Regions from separate parts of the Arabidopsis thaliana genome. Here region 2 is linked to region 1. Evidence: chromatin contacts called from public targeted proximity ligation data. All regions are on one chromosome and are shown on one strand. The core of a region is the stretch at or near the end of the contact, and the rest is flanking DNA. Distances in the headings are between cores, read along the strand shown.

The links.
Region 2: a contact with region 1 is called in a targeted proximity ligation map of shoot, with 12 read pairs. A contact is called at or near these places in 2 of 26 Hi-C or Micro-C datasets (root and vegetative nucleus), 1 of 2 datasets of targeted methods (shoot) and 1 of 3 other capture datasets (shoot).

Annotation. Positions count from the first base shown.
Region 1 is chr3:21,946,245-21,953,885 of TAIR10.1, forward strand. It overlaps GUN4 (protein GENOMES UNCOUPLED 4), which reads right to left and starts at 3,552. Exons shown (of 1, transcript NM_115802.4): 1 at 2,257-3,552. The coding sequence starts at 3,434. The coding sequence ends at 2,637. It overlaps GCN2 (protein kinase family protein), which reads left to right and starts at 2,607. Exons shown (of 29, transcript NM_001339969.1): 1 at 2,607-3,580; 2 at 3,979-4,455; 3 at 4,803-4,877; 4 at 4,984-5,043; 5 at 5,126-5,231; 6 at 5,324-5,428; 7 at 5,580-5,984; 8 at 6,260-6,478; 9 at 6,566-6,652; 10 at 6,737-6,848; 11 at 7,200-7,317. The coding sequence starts at 4,331. It overlaps AT3G59390 (glycosyltransferase family protein), which reads left to right. Exons shown (of 12, transcript NM_115801.4): 1 at 1; 2 at 87-163; 3 at 268-343; 4 at 452-524; 5 at 617-668; 6 at 760-821; 7 at 1,039-1,102; 8 at 1,190-1,247; 9 at 1,340-1,426; 10 at 1,579-1,672; 11 at 1,830-1,928; 12 at 2,098-2,128. The coding sequence ends at 1,922.
Region 2 is chr3:21,993,687-22,001,502 of TAIR10.1, forward strand. It overlaps AT3G59540 (Ribosomal L38e protein family), which reads right to left and starts at 3,154. Exons shown (of 3, transcript NM_115816.6): 1 at 3,054-3,154; 2 at 2,538-2,721; 3 at 1,924-2,233. The coding sequence starts at 3,056. The coding sequence ends at 2,211. It overlaps SYN3 (Rad21/Rec8-like family protein), which reads left to right and starts at 3,366. Exons shown (of 12, transcript NM_115817.3): 1 at 3,366-3,699; 2 at 3,933-4,191; 3 at 4,277-4,323; 4 at 4,413-4,462; 5 at 4,571-4,605; 6 at 4,721-5,205; 7 at 5,298-5,403; 8 at 5,481-5,617; 9 at 5,716-6,227; 10 at 6,318-6,403; 11 at 6,489-6,627; 12 at 6,709-7,051. The coding sequence starts at 3,576. The coding sequence ends at 6,810. It overlaps LAP3 (Calcium-dependent phosphotriesterase superfamily protein), which reads left to right. Exons shown (of 5, transcript NM_202733.3): 2 at 1-400; 3 at 487-771; 4 at 856-1,023; 5 at 1,097-1,622. The coding sequence starts at 24. The coding sequence ends at 1,478. It overlaps AT3G59570 (Ypt/Rab-GAP domain of gyp1p superfamily protein), which reads right to left. Exons shown (of 11, transcript NM_001339988.1): 10 at 7,704-7,787; 11 at 7,118-7,517. The coding sequence ends at 7,344.

The sequences.
Region 1 (7,641 bases), core at 2,302-4,801:
GGTGATTAATTTTGGGTAACAACCATTGCTTCTATGAATTGTCCCGCTTAGTTTCATTTCCTTGAGATTTTCGAATGAATTTGCAGGAAGGATATCGGATTTTTGGAAGAGCGGAGTTGCAGAACAACTGTCCAAGGAAGATACTTGATCTCCGATGATGAAGGTTAGCGATTTCCACTCTTGGAAAGATTCACCTTTTTGAACATTTTGAATCTCTTTCGACTTAGATTTGGTGATCCATGAATGGTTTGTTGTTGCAACTTGCAGGCAATGTGTGTGATGCTTTGTCATTGGAATCTCGAACTCGTTGTTGTCCATGGAAAGGAGAAAGATTCTCTTGTCAGTGAGTCAATTTTTAAGACGATCATAGCCTTTGATCACGGACTTATAGGTTTCATTAAAACTGATGTGTTCTTAATCAGACTTCTTTGTTTTGTGGTTTCGCTTGAAGTGGATGCAACATACTTTCACAATGCTGCAACTCTTATGAATTTTGCGTTTCTTGCTGCTTGAATCCGTCTCAGGTATTCAATGGAATCTTTGATTTTTTTTCCAGATTTTTCTCTGTTCTCGCTTCATCTTTTTTTTTTTGCTTATGAGCACTTATCTTCTGCAGACGCTTCTTGAGAAGGTGGTTAAGGTCAAAGTTGCAAAGCCGGCTACATCAGGTAACTTGTCGTTTTACAGCAGCTTCGATTCTTAAACCACCGCATAAAAGTGTTTGCATTTGCAAGATGGCCAATTTTTCCTCTTTGGCAGGGACTTACAAGAGTGTATTTGATTTTTGTGCCGGGAGATGCCGGCATAACTCTGAGAGTGTGGTAAGCGATATACTGTTATTGTTTCACCTAAAAAGGCTTTGATTGTTCTTTTCCTGGCATGTTTCTTGAGGTTATGTCATGAATTGGATCAATGTAGTGTGGAAGTTAAGGTTTTATCTGAAAATGATGGAATGCTCTTGAAAGTCTAATGAAACTGGATAATCAATACGGATAGCTCTAAACAGTGAGATGTATATTTTGTTTCCTTAACGTCCAGGTTCACGAAAATGCTTACCACAGCGAGTTTCACCATTGTTTTTCTCTGACATCAAATGCTTCAGGTTAACCTCAATAGCTTACTTTTTTTCTTTTGCATATCGTTTAAATGTCGAAATACCCTATCACATGCATCAAATAATTGAAAACAGGTGCTAATCTTACACAAGTTGAAACAAGACTTCTTGGTATTGACGTTATTGTCGGAAGGTAACACCCTTCACTGCTCTAGAGGTTTGAATTGTATATGCTCTTGTGGAGACCATACTCTTAGACTCTTCTCTATTGGATTGGTTTCACAGTCAAGGAGATTCATGCGATGCAGTTTGCAAATCACGTGGACAATTGTGTGTGATGAATAAACTCTCACTTCTAAACCAGTGTGACGTGTAAGTCTCTTCTTAAGCAACTATTTTACCAGAGTCAATCTTTTAAGCCAACTATCAAGTCATGTTTCAGAGATTTCTATATAGAATAGATTAAAAACTGGCAATTTTGTTGGTGTTCACATAGTTCTTTCTCTTCTTCTTTGTTTGCTTAGTATGAAAAGATACATGAACTGCAAAGGGTCGTGTTTAGCAAGTGCCGGGGCTGACCAACCTGCTGAAGTTGTCGAAGATGCGCCGAGAGATTTGGTATTTCATCTTTTTTTTTTTCTCTTTTATGCGCCCTTTAAGTTCCTGAATCCTCAGTGAAATAATTTATTTACATTGCTTCTCCTGACTCAATTTTTGAATCTTGTTCATAAACTGAGTGATTCCATATGTGTGTGTTTATTTTCTTGGTCTGCAGTATCCAGGCGCGTGTTTGTATACCCGGACACAATCATTGCTTTCCTGTGACGGTTCACACCAACACACCCGACGACTCTGCCCATGTGCCTAGAAGCTAGTCAGTATTAAGACTTATGCCATACTTTTTTCCTCCTTATTGTAGCAGTTTTAGAATGCTCTGATCATGTAATTTTCTCATGGTGAAAGAACACATTGTTGACATATACATGCACGGTTCAATATATTATAGTTTAACTACTAAAACGTTTATTCATTGAATACCACAGAATGAGAGAAAAAGCATCTGTCCACATCGTGTAACGTGTATGGCCTACACTGAGAATTAACTACAAGGCTACAGAGGCAGCAACGTATTCATTAGATCTTTGTCACACATTGCTCATTATATGAGGTGCAGCTTTCTTGAACAGAGCCAAAATCCCAACTTTGTATTTATCCTTAATCTCTCTTTCACCAAATCACCTAAGAGGACAGCAACAACAACACAAGAGAAGGCCTTAAGAACCAGCTGGTGGAGTTCGAATTGTTGTTTCAGATTTGATCTGTCCAAGAGTAACTACATTAGTTTCATGTTCTTAAGATCTGCAGAACTTATGAATTTCACATTGATCAACCAAGAAAGAGTCATGTTTTTTTTTATTCATTAACTAATGATCTGGCTTTGTTCATACATCCATAATCACAATGGAACTGACATTGAAGAGAAATCCGATTTAATTAATGATATGATTACAGAGATTTGTTTATACTTTCACAATATCAGAAAATCAATATTAAAAAAAAAAAAAAAAGAAGGAGAAAGACATCAGAAGCTGTAATTTGTTTTAAACACTCTTTTGTCTGCTCCTACTCCTGCCTGTTCCTTAGCCACCGCAACACCTCTGTTAAGCTCGTCTTCTGTTTCTCCACTGTTATCATCAGCTGTCGCAAACGCAGGATGGCTTAAAACGCATTTCAGAAGCTGCGTTCCTCTCAAGGCGTTTGTGAGCGGTAAGTGTCCTAAAGGCGTTTCATCGTTAAGCTCCCACTTGAATTCGTCAGGAAACGCTCTGTAATTGTATTGAACAACCTCTGTGTCAAGAAGCTTCATCCACTCAACTTTAACGAAGAATCTTGTGAAATCTTTCTTCACTTTTAACCAGATTTTGCGTTGCACGCTGTATCCGAATCTACCATCACTGTGTTTAATCCATAGATTGTCGATAGCTTGAAGATCTTCGGGGGAGATTGTTTTCACCTCGGAGAAGAAAACGTAGCCACGTTTCACGGCGGCTTCTCCGGATATCTGAATGAGTAATCTCCGTGTCTCCTCGTCGGCTTGTCTGAAGTTTTGATTGACGAGATGGTTCTCCAGAACGTCGAATATGGTCGCGGTTTCGGCAGTTGTGGCGGAGGCGTTTGTGGTTGAAACGGCAGATACGGCGGTGGTGGAGGAGGAGGTGGAAGAAGCAGAGCAGATTAGTGAGAATGTTGCGGCGGAAGTGGGTTGTTTGAGGGAAAGAGAAGTTGGTCCGAAGTGAGATTGGCAATGGAGATTGTTGCGGTGGTGTGTGTAAGAAGGAGAGGAGTGGTGGTGGTGGTGGAGAGAGTTTGTGGTCGCCATTGATGGAGAGGAAGAGAGAGAAGAGTCACGTCAGGGGAAGATAGAGAGTGAAGTTGGAGAGGTTAAAGAAGAAGAGAAAGATAAGGTGTGTGGAAAATCAGGAACTACTAAGCGGGGTCGATTCTGATTGGTCACTTATGGCTCAGGTTTGATTTTCTCTTTTTCTCTATACTTTCATTTTGCATTTTAATTTGGAAAAAATAAGATTTTTAGGGATTCATTTCTTTTTTTTCACACTAATTTCTAAGAATATTAATGTACATACTATATTGTTTTTGATATCAAATTTCATGTCTACGTCATTTCTCTCGTTATCGTTATTGTTTGAAAGTAGATATTAAGGTTTTTAAAAACATATTTTTGTTGTTTTAAAAGAAATCAATATCGGTCAAAACACTGTTATAAAGCTATTTTTCGACGTCACATTTTTGTAACATCACAGATTGACCTATCTATAATGGGCCTTTAAACTCATTGGCGTATAAATAGGCCCATTATCATTTGATACAAATACGACGGCGTTTTGAATGTTTGTGCTGGACAGGATCAACATAGAACTCTGATGGCGCCATCTTTGAAGAAGAGCCGTCGATGATTTTTTCGTCATTGAGACTTATATAAAACAATCACTGAGAGCGATTTTTCAAAATTCTTTACGCCGGGATCAAGTAGAGAAAAGTAATCGAAGGTTTTGTTAGTGCTGGCAGTCACCGTCGCCATTTTTTGAAATTCTTAGATCGAAACTGTTTGGCGGGAGTTGTGAGAAACGGTGGCGATTGACGAAGAACTTGTTATAAGGAGTTGGGTTTTGGTAGATTGTGGTGATTCTTCGATCGGAGGATAAGGTGTTTGATTGAAAGAGCAGATTGATTAAGGCGTGTTTTGGGGCTGAGGAAATGGGTCGCAGCAGTTCGAAGAAAAAGAAGAAACGAGGAGGTAGCGGAAGAAGGGGTCAGCTGAAAGACCATGGATCTAATGCTGATGAAGATAATGAACTTCTATCTGAGGAGATCACTGCTCTGTAAGTTTGAACTTTTAATTTCTGTGAATTTTGTGAAACGAGTTATTTAGGCAATGTGAGATTTAGGGTTTTTGATGATTTGTGGTTAATTTTTGATTTGGAGGGGCATGATAGAAGTTGCTATGACCTTTAAAGTTGTGCTGTGATTAGAAATTGTGTAAATGTTGGGATTATGGGATTTGATCGTTCAGATGTTACAGGGAAAAACAATAGCAATTATTTGTAAATGTTGTTAAAGACGAGCAGTTTTAATTAACACCACAACGAAATCAGGAAAAGAATGAGTCTCTATATGAATTCTAATAGTAAGAACTAAGAAGTATCGGTTTTTGTTTTCATGTTATCAGCTCTGCAATATTTCAAGAGGACTGCAAAGTTGTTTCTGATTCGCGTTCGCCTCCGCAAATAGCAATCAAGCTCAGGTTTTCTTCTGATCAACATGTTTGCATTCAAGTTTAGCTGTTGTGATTTTTCTTTTTTGTGCATGTAAATGCGTCTGATTCACCAAGGTCCTTGTAATTCGAGTAGGCCGTACTCAAAGGACATGGGATATGAAGACACCGACATATCTGCTATGCTTATAGTTAGGTGAGTATCTTCTTTCCGAAATTATGAAATAATTAACATGTTCATCTTTTTATTACTTCTTCTAACTAGTTTGTCCTTTTAGGTGCTTACCAGGATATCCTTACAAGTGCCCCAAGCTTCAGATTACTCCAGAACAAGGGTTGACAACAGCTGATGCTGAGAAGCTTTTATCTCTTCTCGAGGACCAGGCATGGGAATATTTTCTATAATGATATACTCTATGGTATTCAGAAGTGCTCTATGCTGACACAAGGTACTCAAAAAATTATATTCTATGCAGGCAAATTCCAATGCTCGTGAAGGTCGGGTTATGATATTCAACCTGGTGGAGGCTGCTCAAGAGTTTTTATCAGAAATCATTCCGGAAAGTCATGATGAGGAATCTGTAAGTATATTCACCCAAATGACTGTTTATGCCTAACAACAGTATCCTTGTCTCTTGTTAAGTGCTGGTAAAAAGAAAATTTATTGCATCACGTATCTATTTGCATTGGTCATTCTTCCTGTAACAATAGTGTTATTATTTCTTTCTGAAGGTTCCATGCTTGACTGCACATCGAAGCACTCAGTTCATTGAGCAACCTATGCTTTCAAATATAGCAAAATCCTGTTCTGGTGGACCTTTTGTGTATGGTTTTATAGACCTATTTAGTGGCTTGGAAGATGCAAGAAATTGGAGTCTGACTCCAGATGAAAATAGGGGAATCGTATCTTCAGTACAATCTCACCCACTAGACACTTCAAGAATTTTGCATCAGAAGCCAGACAAGAATCTGAAGCGATTTGAAGACCATGCTAAAGAAGAAGTTGCACTGCCTGCTCCCATTGCCAAACTGAATACTGTTCAAGAGGAGAATGTTGATGATACAAGCATCTCTTCTTTTGACTCAAGTAAATCTACTGACGATGTGGAATCTGGATTATTCCAAAATGAGAAGAAGGTGAGGGGAGGTCCATCTGTTTTAGCTCAATCCCTTTTTTCCTTTTTAAGATATTGGCCTCTGGTCCTTTCATATGAGACACTACTCCAGAAATAATCTAATTAGAATTTATGTGAATGGGGCTGCACGTTTTCTTTTGGTTAGAGATAACTAGCGTATCCTGACCAACAAAACCAGAATTAAGTAATAAGAGTCATATACCTCCTCTCAAGTATGCATCTACTTTTGGTTGCTGAATGTTGTTGTTGCTTGCATATTTTTGTTTCTCTTAGCAGGAATCAAATCTTCAAGATGATACAGCTGAAGATGACAGCACTAACTCCGAAAGTGAGTCGCTGGGGTCATGGTCTTCTGATTCCTTAGCTCAAGATCAAGTGCCTCAGATTAGCAAGAAAGATCTGTTGATGGTCCATTTACTTCGAGTAGCTTGCACTTCCCGAGGACCTTTGGCTGATGCATTACCTCAGATAACTGATGAACTGCATGAGCTTGGTGTAAGTCTTTTGGATAATTGTATTTTTTTTATCCATCGAGGGAAGTTTCTTCATTTTTTCCCCCAAAACTATGTTAAACCATTTCAGATATTGTCTGAAGAAGTGTTGGATTTAGCTTCCAAATCATCTCCAGACTTTAATAGAACCTTTGAACATGCATTCAATCAAAACATGGTACGTATCCCTTGGCACACTTCATTGTTATTATTTACTTATTTGAGTTTCATGTAATGCATCTGATTGATGTTATCTTTCAAGGCCTCAACCAGTGTTCCTCAGTTTTGGGAGCCACCTTCTGATTCTTGCGAGCCAAATGCATCACTCCCAAGCTCGCGATATCTCAATGATTTTGAAGAGTTGAAACCCCTTGGTACATTCTCCACTATGCTTTTCTCTCTCTCTCTCTCTCTCTCTCTCTCTCTCTCTCTCTCTCTCTCTCTCTCTCTCTCTCTCTCTCTCTCTCTCTCTCTCTCTCTCTCTCTCTCTCTCTCTCTCTCTCTCTTTCCAGTTTTAGGTGTAGAAGATCAAATTCAGTAGTGTCTTTGCTCAAAGGTTTATAAGATGTTATTTGTTACTCATTAGTTATTTAGATGTGTACTTCTGCAGAAAACTGTCTCTGCTAGAGTTACGTCCACTTTCTCAACATTTTATTTGTTCTGCAATTTTGTTTAGAGGAAGTAGTTTTCCTTCTTGCTCTCTGCTGAAACTCTATGATTGGCAGGCCAAGGTGGTTTCGGCCACGTTGTGTTGTGCAAAAATAAACTGGATGGAAGACAATATGCAGTGAAGAAAATTCGACTGAAGGACAAAGAGATACCTGTCAACAGTCGGATAGTTCGGTAAGTGAGAAACTGTTCATAGTGAGTACATTTGGACCAACATATATACTTAAAGCAATTTAAAGATCTCTGTGCCATCTTGGGGTGTTTTTCTGTGTTAATATTAGCTAAATGTTATGCCACCTGGCAAGGGCTTCTTGGAAATTATCTATGCTCTTTAAGCAAGTGGTGGAGATCTGGATTAACATGTTCTTCATCTGCGTATATATGTGCTCTATACTTTTTTTACTTGCAACTGTGTTTGCTGCAAACCAGGCTTTATGGCCTCGGCTTTAAAACTCTAGTGTAGGCTGTATCTGGGGAGGATAAGATACTCTATAACTG
Region 2 (7,816 bases), core at 1,904-4,403, 47 kb after region 1:
GGTCCACCTCTAAGCACTTTTAAATGGAGAAGAAAGGCCAGCATGGTACATATGAATCAATGATGACTCATCATCCGATCCTCTGTATCATTGCTTTATCTGTACTTTTCATAGCAATCGACCCCTTTCACATGAGTCCAATCGGGGGTCGTGAGTTCAAACCCGTGAAGCATGAGGTTGCTCCATATAAGGAAGTCATGGGAAGCTGGCCTAGAGACAACCTTAGTCGACTGGGTAATCATGGGAAACTGGAGTTCGTGGACCAAGTCTTTGGTCCAGAGTCATTAGAGTTTGATAGTTTAGGTCGTGGTCCATACACAGGGTTGGCTGATGGAAGAGTGGTTAGATGGATGGGTGAAGCAATCGGATGGGAGACATTTTCGGTGGTAACATCAAAATGGTAAGAGATTACATATTCATCACTTCTTTTTTGTGCAGAGAGTTTTGTTTCAGTTTTTCTTATTGATGTGTGTTCATGAGAATTAGGTCAGAGGAAGCTTGTGTGAGAGGTGTGGATTCAACAACAAACAAGCAATGGAAGCACGAGAAGCTGTGTGGGAGGCCTCTTGGACTGAGATTTCATAAAGAGACAGGAAATTTGTATATTGCAGACGCTTACTATGGTCTACTTGTGGTTGGTCCTGAAGGAGGGATTGCTACGCCTTTAGCTACTCATGTGGAAGGAAAGCCTATACTCTTTGCCAATGACCTTGACATCCATAGAAATGGCTCCATCTTCTTCACTGACACCAGCAAAAGATATGACAGAGCGTAAGACAACTCTCTTATTCTTGCTTTGTATGTCAATTCCTACCGTAAATTGTATGATATAGAAATTATACTTGTATTTTGTAGGAATCATTTCTTTATATTACTGGAAGGAGAATCAACAGGAAGGCTTCTAAGATATGACCCACCTACCAAAACAACACACATTGTGCTGGAGGGTTTGGCTTTTCCCAATGGAATTCAACTCTCTAAAGACCAATCTTTCCTCCTCTTCACCGAAACAACCAATTGCAGGTATGACCCTCAACTTTGTGTTTATATAGCTGTATCTATCATTCATTTCTCTTCATCATTATGTGTATGACAGATTGGTGAAGTACTGGCTGGAGGGTCCAAAGATGGGTGAAGTCGAGGTGGTGGCAGATCTCCCGGGATTCCCAGACAATGTAAGAATAAATGAAGAGGGTCAGTTTTGGGTTGCAATTGATTGTTGCAGAACACCGGCACAAGAGGTTCTTACAAACAACCCTTGGATAAGAAGCATCTACTTTCGGTTGCCAATACCGATGAAGCTGCTTGCGAAAACGATGGGGATGAGAATGTACACTGTGATATCGAGATTCGACGAGGAAGGTAAAGTCCTGGAGGTGCTCGAGGATAGACAAGGGAAGGTAATGAAGCTTTGGATTGGAACAGTGGCTCATAACCACATTGCCACTCTACCTTATCCTTTGACAATGAATCAATGAAGGACTTTGTTGTGTAGTTCCTGAACTAAATCATCTCTCTGTAACTTAATTATCTTCGTTTTGATTCAAGTTCCTTTGGACCGGTTTGTCTTTTGTTGATATTATGTGTGACCTTAGATTCCTCATGAAATTCTCTTTCTTTCTTTCTTGAGTCTCTTTTTTTTTTTGTTTGGTTCACGTCCTATGGAAGGCTTCATAACTTGAGCCATCGCCCAGTCTTCTTCGACTCCCGCGAAATAGAAAACAAGAGTATGCAATGAAGAATTGCCTTGGAAAACAAGAGTATGCAATAGAGAAAGTCTCGAAAGTGTTGGAAGGTTGAAGATAAAGAGAATACAGAGAGGTAACGGAAAAATAACGACTGCTTTTTCTCCAAAATGATGACGTTACAATCATCTCCATTACGACGTTTTACTCTTTTTTCAGTAACTTTTTCTGTAGTTTGTTTGGCATCACATAGCAATGAACATTTTATGAAATCTGTGGTGTCTGCTTTCTTCTCAAAGCACAACTATCCAAAACTCCAAACTGTTGGGGCCATATATATTACTAACCAAGTTGATAGCAAAAAAAAATACAAATCCAACTCATAATTTAGTCTTGAAGTTATAAGAAAGAAACTCAACGGAAGTCTGAATCATAGTCATTCAAAAGACAGCAGAAAGGGAAAAAACAAAATCATCTAAGACAAGGGTATATAAAACCATGATAGATCCTGATTTCATAAGATCTTCAAAGGTCTTGCACACTCAAACCTGAAATAAACAATTGGCAAATTCAACTTAGATAGAGATAGACGCATGCGTTCATGGACCAACCAAAAATAACTTGTGACCTAAACATGCCAATTAAAAGTGTCTGAATTAAAGTAGATTAACCACAAGACTATTCGAATTCAAAAACCAAAATCCAACAATATTATGACACTAGAACTTTCAAGTGATGAATTACTCAAAGCTAGGAACATCTATCCAATCTAACAAATGTTATGAGATAAGAGGTTTCAAGTGTGTAATGTTTGGGCTGAGTCACAGAGAGAGAGAGAGAGAGATAGTGAACCTGGAGGAAGAGACTGCTTCAACTTATCGGCCTTCTCTTGGTCGAAGACACATAGTGTGTAGAGGTACCTTGAGCACCTGACCTTGAACTTCACAATGTCCTTGCTTCTCTTGATCTTCACAGACCTTGCATCCTTCCTTCTCGCCGTCAAAAGGAAGTCCTTGATCTCATGGATTTGCTTCGGCTGCAGATTATCCAAACCAACATCCATTTTCAATCAATACAAAACAAAACAGAACACACAACAAGACTTCGACCCAAATGTTACTGCATGATGAACACTTCATACATTTCAAGATGAAACTTAAACCAATGGGTCAATTACGAGGAAGACTCTAATCTACTAGATTATCAGTAACCAAACAAGAAACCCACAATAAGAGATTGATTACTTTCAGCTCAATCATGCAAACTTTACTAAAATCCTAGTCGTGAGAACAGATAATCAAACAAATAATATTTAGCTTCAATAATCCTCCTGAGAATAATAAAACTGAGAGGCGAAGAAAACTTTACCATTGTCGGATCTGATTTAGTGGCTGCAACTTTCTTCCACTCAAGAGAACAAACAGCAAAAGCAAGAACCCAGCGTCTGAAAGAAATAGAGAAACCTAAATATGAAGAAAACCCTAGACTCTCATATACGCGAATTTCCAAATGTACCCCTTAGGCCCATTAATCCGAAAAGTTGGCCATTGGGTTTAGTGGCCCAAGTTGTTTTGTTTGGCAAATTTCAAAAAACTCGGATCCAATAAGAAAAGGGTATTTAAGTCATTGCGTCTATTTGCCTATGATTTCAACATTAGCGCCACAAAATGTTTTTTCCCGCTCCACTAAAAAAACACTTCTTCCTCTCTCCAAAAGCACACAAAACCCTACCGCTTCGTCTCTCTCTCTTTCGCTCTGCAGTTTCCTATTCAAAATTGATTGGTTTCTCTAAATAATGTAACACCTTCGATTCGATAATCCTTCTCTCTCAAATCAACTTCAGTATCTCCATCTCTGCTTCTTTAGGGCTCCTTGTTCGAAGGAATTAAAATGTTTTATTCACATACGCTTTTGGCTCGAAAGGGTCCATTGGGGACGGTGTGGTGCGCCGCTCATGTGCACCAACGCCTCAAGAAGTCTCAGTACACCTCCATCAACATCCCCGACACTGTTGGTTCGTCTTTCCTATCTTCAATTTTCGCTTTTTGATCCAAAGTTCGCTTCTTTTTTTTTTGAATCCCCTTTGATTGTATCCAATTCGAAATTTCAAAAAGGCAATACGAATTTTTACATGGGCATTCATCAAATTCCGATTTTGTTTTTTATATATAACCCATTGTAGTAATTGAAATTCTCTGCTTTAATAAAGTTTCTGACTTTTCGAGAATTTTGCAATTGGCTTTGCAGATAATATAATGTTTCCTGAAGTACCATTGGCATTGAGAACGTCAAGTCACCTTCTAGTTGGGGTAGTGCGAATATATTCAAAGAAAGTGGATTATCTTTACAATGACTGGAATCTCCTTAATACTTGGGTAGCTAAGGCTTTCGTTTCTACTCAAGTTAACTTGCCTGAGGATGCCAGACAGGCCCCGCCTGAGTCTGTTACTTTGCCTCAAGCACTAAATCTGGACGAGTTCGACTTGGAAGATGACACTCTCGACATGTATTCTTCTTTCTTGCTTTTATTTGAGTTTTTATCTGTTCTAAAGCCTGACTCATCTTTAACATTCTTTTCTTGTGAATTCTAGGGAATTCGATAATCATACTCGGAGTGAGGAAGATATCACTCTCACAGGTACCTTTTGTCTGTGTTTTTTTTCCTTGGTTCTAGATGCAGCATACCATGATTTTGAGGTGTTTATGATGTTGATGCTTATTTTTCAGATCAAATTCCTACTGGCATTGATCCTTATGTTGCTGTAACATTCGACGAGGTGAGATTACTGCTTGCTTCTTATGACTTTGAAGTTGATTCTGACTTCTTGTTTCCCATGTCTCCGAGCACTTGTTATTGAATGAAAGTTTGTATGCCTTTCTTACAGGACATCATCTCAGAATCTATCCCGATGGATGTCGAGTGAGGCTCTTCATAGAGTTTTGATTTCCTTTACTACACCTTGCTCTTAATCTTCCTTATCTGTTTAGTTGATCTTCTTTAATAATGTTGTTACATATTTTTTTGCTTTGAGCAGCCAATCAACAGAACCTGTGAGTAGGCATACCGGAGAAATTGATGTTGAAACGGCTCATGAGACAGGACCAGACAATGAGCCAAGAGACTCCAATATTGCTTTCGATACTGGAACCTATAGTCCTCGTAACGTCACAGAGGAATTCACTGAAGTCCAGGATCCTAGACAAAGTAACTTGACAGAAGAGCGCATTCCCAATTCCGAGAGAAACGATGCCACTTCTCCTGGAACTGTTCCCGAGATTGAGAGAATGCGTGACGCTGCACATGATCTAAGCCCCACGTCCCATCCATCATTTGCTGCACAACAACAGGATGTCAGAGTTGAACGCACTGAGTCATTGGATGAAACTTTGAATGAGAAGGAACCCACTATCCCTAGTATTGATGAAGAAATGTTAAATTCTGGAAGGCATTCTGCGTTTGAGCTTCGCTCAGGATCTCCAGGTTCTGCTGCTGGTTCTGAGGAAGAACGTGCAGATTTTGGTGAGCTAGCAACATAGTCTGATAATTTGAAGCTTAACCACTACATTCTCTCTCTTATTATCTATTTAAAACACTTTTTTCTTTATGTTAAGTGCATCCATCACCTCAACTGGTGCTTCAGCCATCTCCTCCTCCCCAACCACAAAGAAGGGCAAGGAAGAGGAAGAACTTTGATGGTGTCACAGTATTAACCAACAAGTAATAACTTTTCCGTTGCTTCATGTGGCTTTGATTATTTCATTAGCTGTTCCGTACTGATCAAATAGTTTGAACAGGAACATAAGTGAAAGGCTTAAGGATCCTAGTGATACTCTACGTAAGAGAAAGAAGATGCCTTCATCCAAATTAAAGTTTTGGAGAATGAATAACCAGTCAAGGAAGGATCAAAATTTCAATGAGCCCTTGTTTACTGGTAACTTTCTTTGATTATTATTTTATTTTCGACAGTTTTGCCTTCTTTTTCCCTTTGTTTTTGAAGAAAGATTATTGCCTGTATGTGTCAACCTGCAGGCTTCTCAGATGATTTACGCAATGTCTTTGAAAAGGACTATGTAGCTTCAAAGCCACATCTTGCTGTTTCTGATGAAACTTTACCAGAACCTGCATCTGTATCTCCTACTCGAGAAGCTGAAGTAGAAATTAATCCGGTCTCTCCAATTCCAGATTCTACTAATCCAGACAGTACAGTTCAGCTATCTCCAGCGCAGCAAACTGAAGATGTCCTAGACTCTGCAGGTCCTCGACCCGCGCATGCAGAGTCTGTAGCAACAGAAGCACAATCTCCTCGGACATTTGATAACGATGACATGGGAATAGAACATTTAAGGGATGGTGGTTTCCCGGTGTACATGCCGTCACCACCTCCAAGATCTTCACCTTTTAGAACCGATGACTTCACCACTCAGTCTGGAAATTGGGAGACAGAATCTTATAGAACAGAGCCTTCAACTTCCACAGTTCCAGAGGACTTGCCTGGCCAAAGAAATTTGGGGCTTTCACCTGTTTCTGAAAGGACTGACGAGGTTTGTTCTCGCATGTTCGCGTGTTTTGTTTTTACCATTCTTGGTGCGTTGCTAACCTTGATAGCAATACCATTTGCATGTGCCATACAGGAACTTTATTTCCTGGAGGTAGGTGGCAATTCCCCAGTAGGAACACCAGCTAGTCAAGATTCTGCTGCTTTGACAGGGAGAGCAAGGTATATATATTCCTAAAACCATGTGGATTTCATTTAAGAGCCTACTGTTTCTCTACTAACCTGTAACATTCATTGAACATTGCAGAGCCTTGGCTCAGTATCTTAAACAACGTTCTTCAAGTAGTCCCACCACATCAAGCCATCCTTCTGGAGATCTAAGTTTGAGCGAGATCTTGGCAGGAAAGACACGGAAGCTAGCTGCTCGAATGTTCTTCGAGACACTGGTGAGTGATTCTCTGTACATATGTTTTTCTTTGTATCTCTGTAGTGCCTCGAGCTTAGACGAGTTGTTTTTGAATTTGCAGGTTTTGAAGTCTAGGGGACTTATAGATATGCAACAGGACCGACCATACGGAGATATCGCTTTGAAGTTGATGCCTGCCCTTTTTTCTAAGGTTCAAACGTGAATAAACAATGCTTAATAAACTTACTTATGTATATTATTAACATTGAAGCTAGACGAGGAAGTAGTCAATTCTTAATTTTTTGAGCCCTGGTTTTATTACATTGTGTACAAGTAAAGCTTCACCCTAAGAGATGGACAAACGTCTAAATTCCATCATTAGCCAATACTTCACTTGAGTTCAAATTTGACAATGTTGTAAAAAAACAAGTTTTTGAGATTCTCTATGATTCTGGAAATGAAAGACTAGCACGTGTTGTGATGGAGTGAATTATGGAGCTAGATGCTCTCAAGCCTCAACATGTGTAGATGCTCTCAAGCCTCAACATGTGTACCGATGGAATCAAAGATATCGATCACATAAATTAACGGAGTATACATAGATAACCTCATAAATGTTATAGCAAAACCTTCTTCAAAATCTAAAGACGACCTACCTATTCTACAATTGTTCTTCTTTTGTATATCTTAGCAGACTATGGAAATCTAGAAATAATATTATAAATTATAGGTGGAATCTATCGTACTCATCAGTCATCATTCTCTAAGGGGCATGACAGGACCATTGCATAAACTTGGTCTTTGGCTACAGTTCTCATCATGACTTGTAATCTCTTCTGGGATTTGGTTCTCCATCGCGGTTTGATTCTGTATCTCATGGTGTTTATGATTCTGAGACTGAATGTGGCTCTCAATCTTGATTACCTGATTCTAATAAAAGGTATGCAGTTCGATATGAGGATGGAATATTGCCAGATGCAACAAAACTATGTATACTTTATCCCTAAGTATGAAAGGATACGCTAGTAAATGAATGCACTGAGATATAACGTTTCAATTCATATGAAGGAATTTCGAAGAAGAAGAAAAGAAGAATCAACTTGTTGAGCATCTAACCTTGTACAAGTATTTCTTACGAAGTTTTATGGCTGTGCGTATGCATCTTCTCACTCTAATTGCAAGCAGCTTGTCATTACAAATCTGAAAATATCTAAAATCAGTAAGAAGTT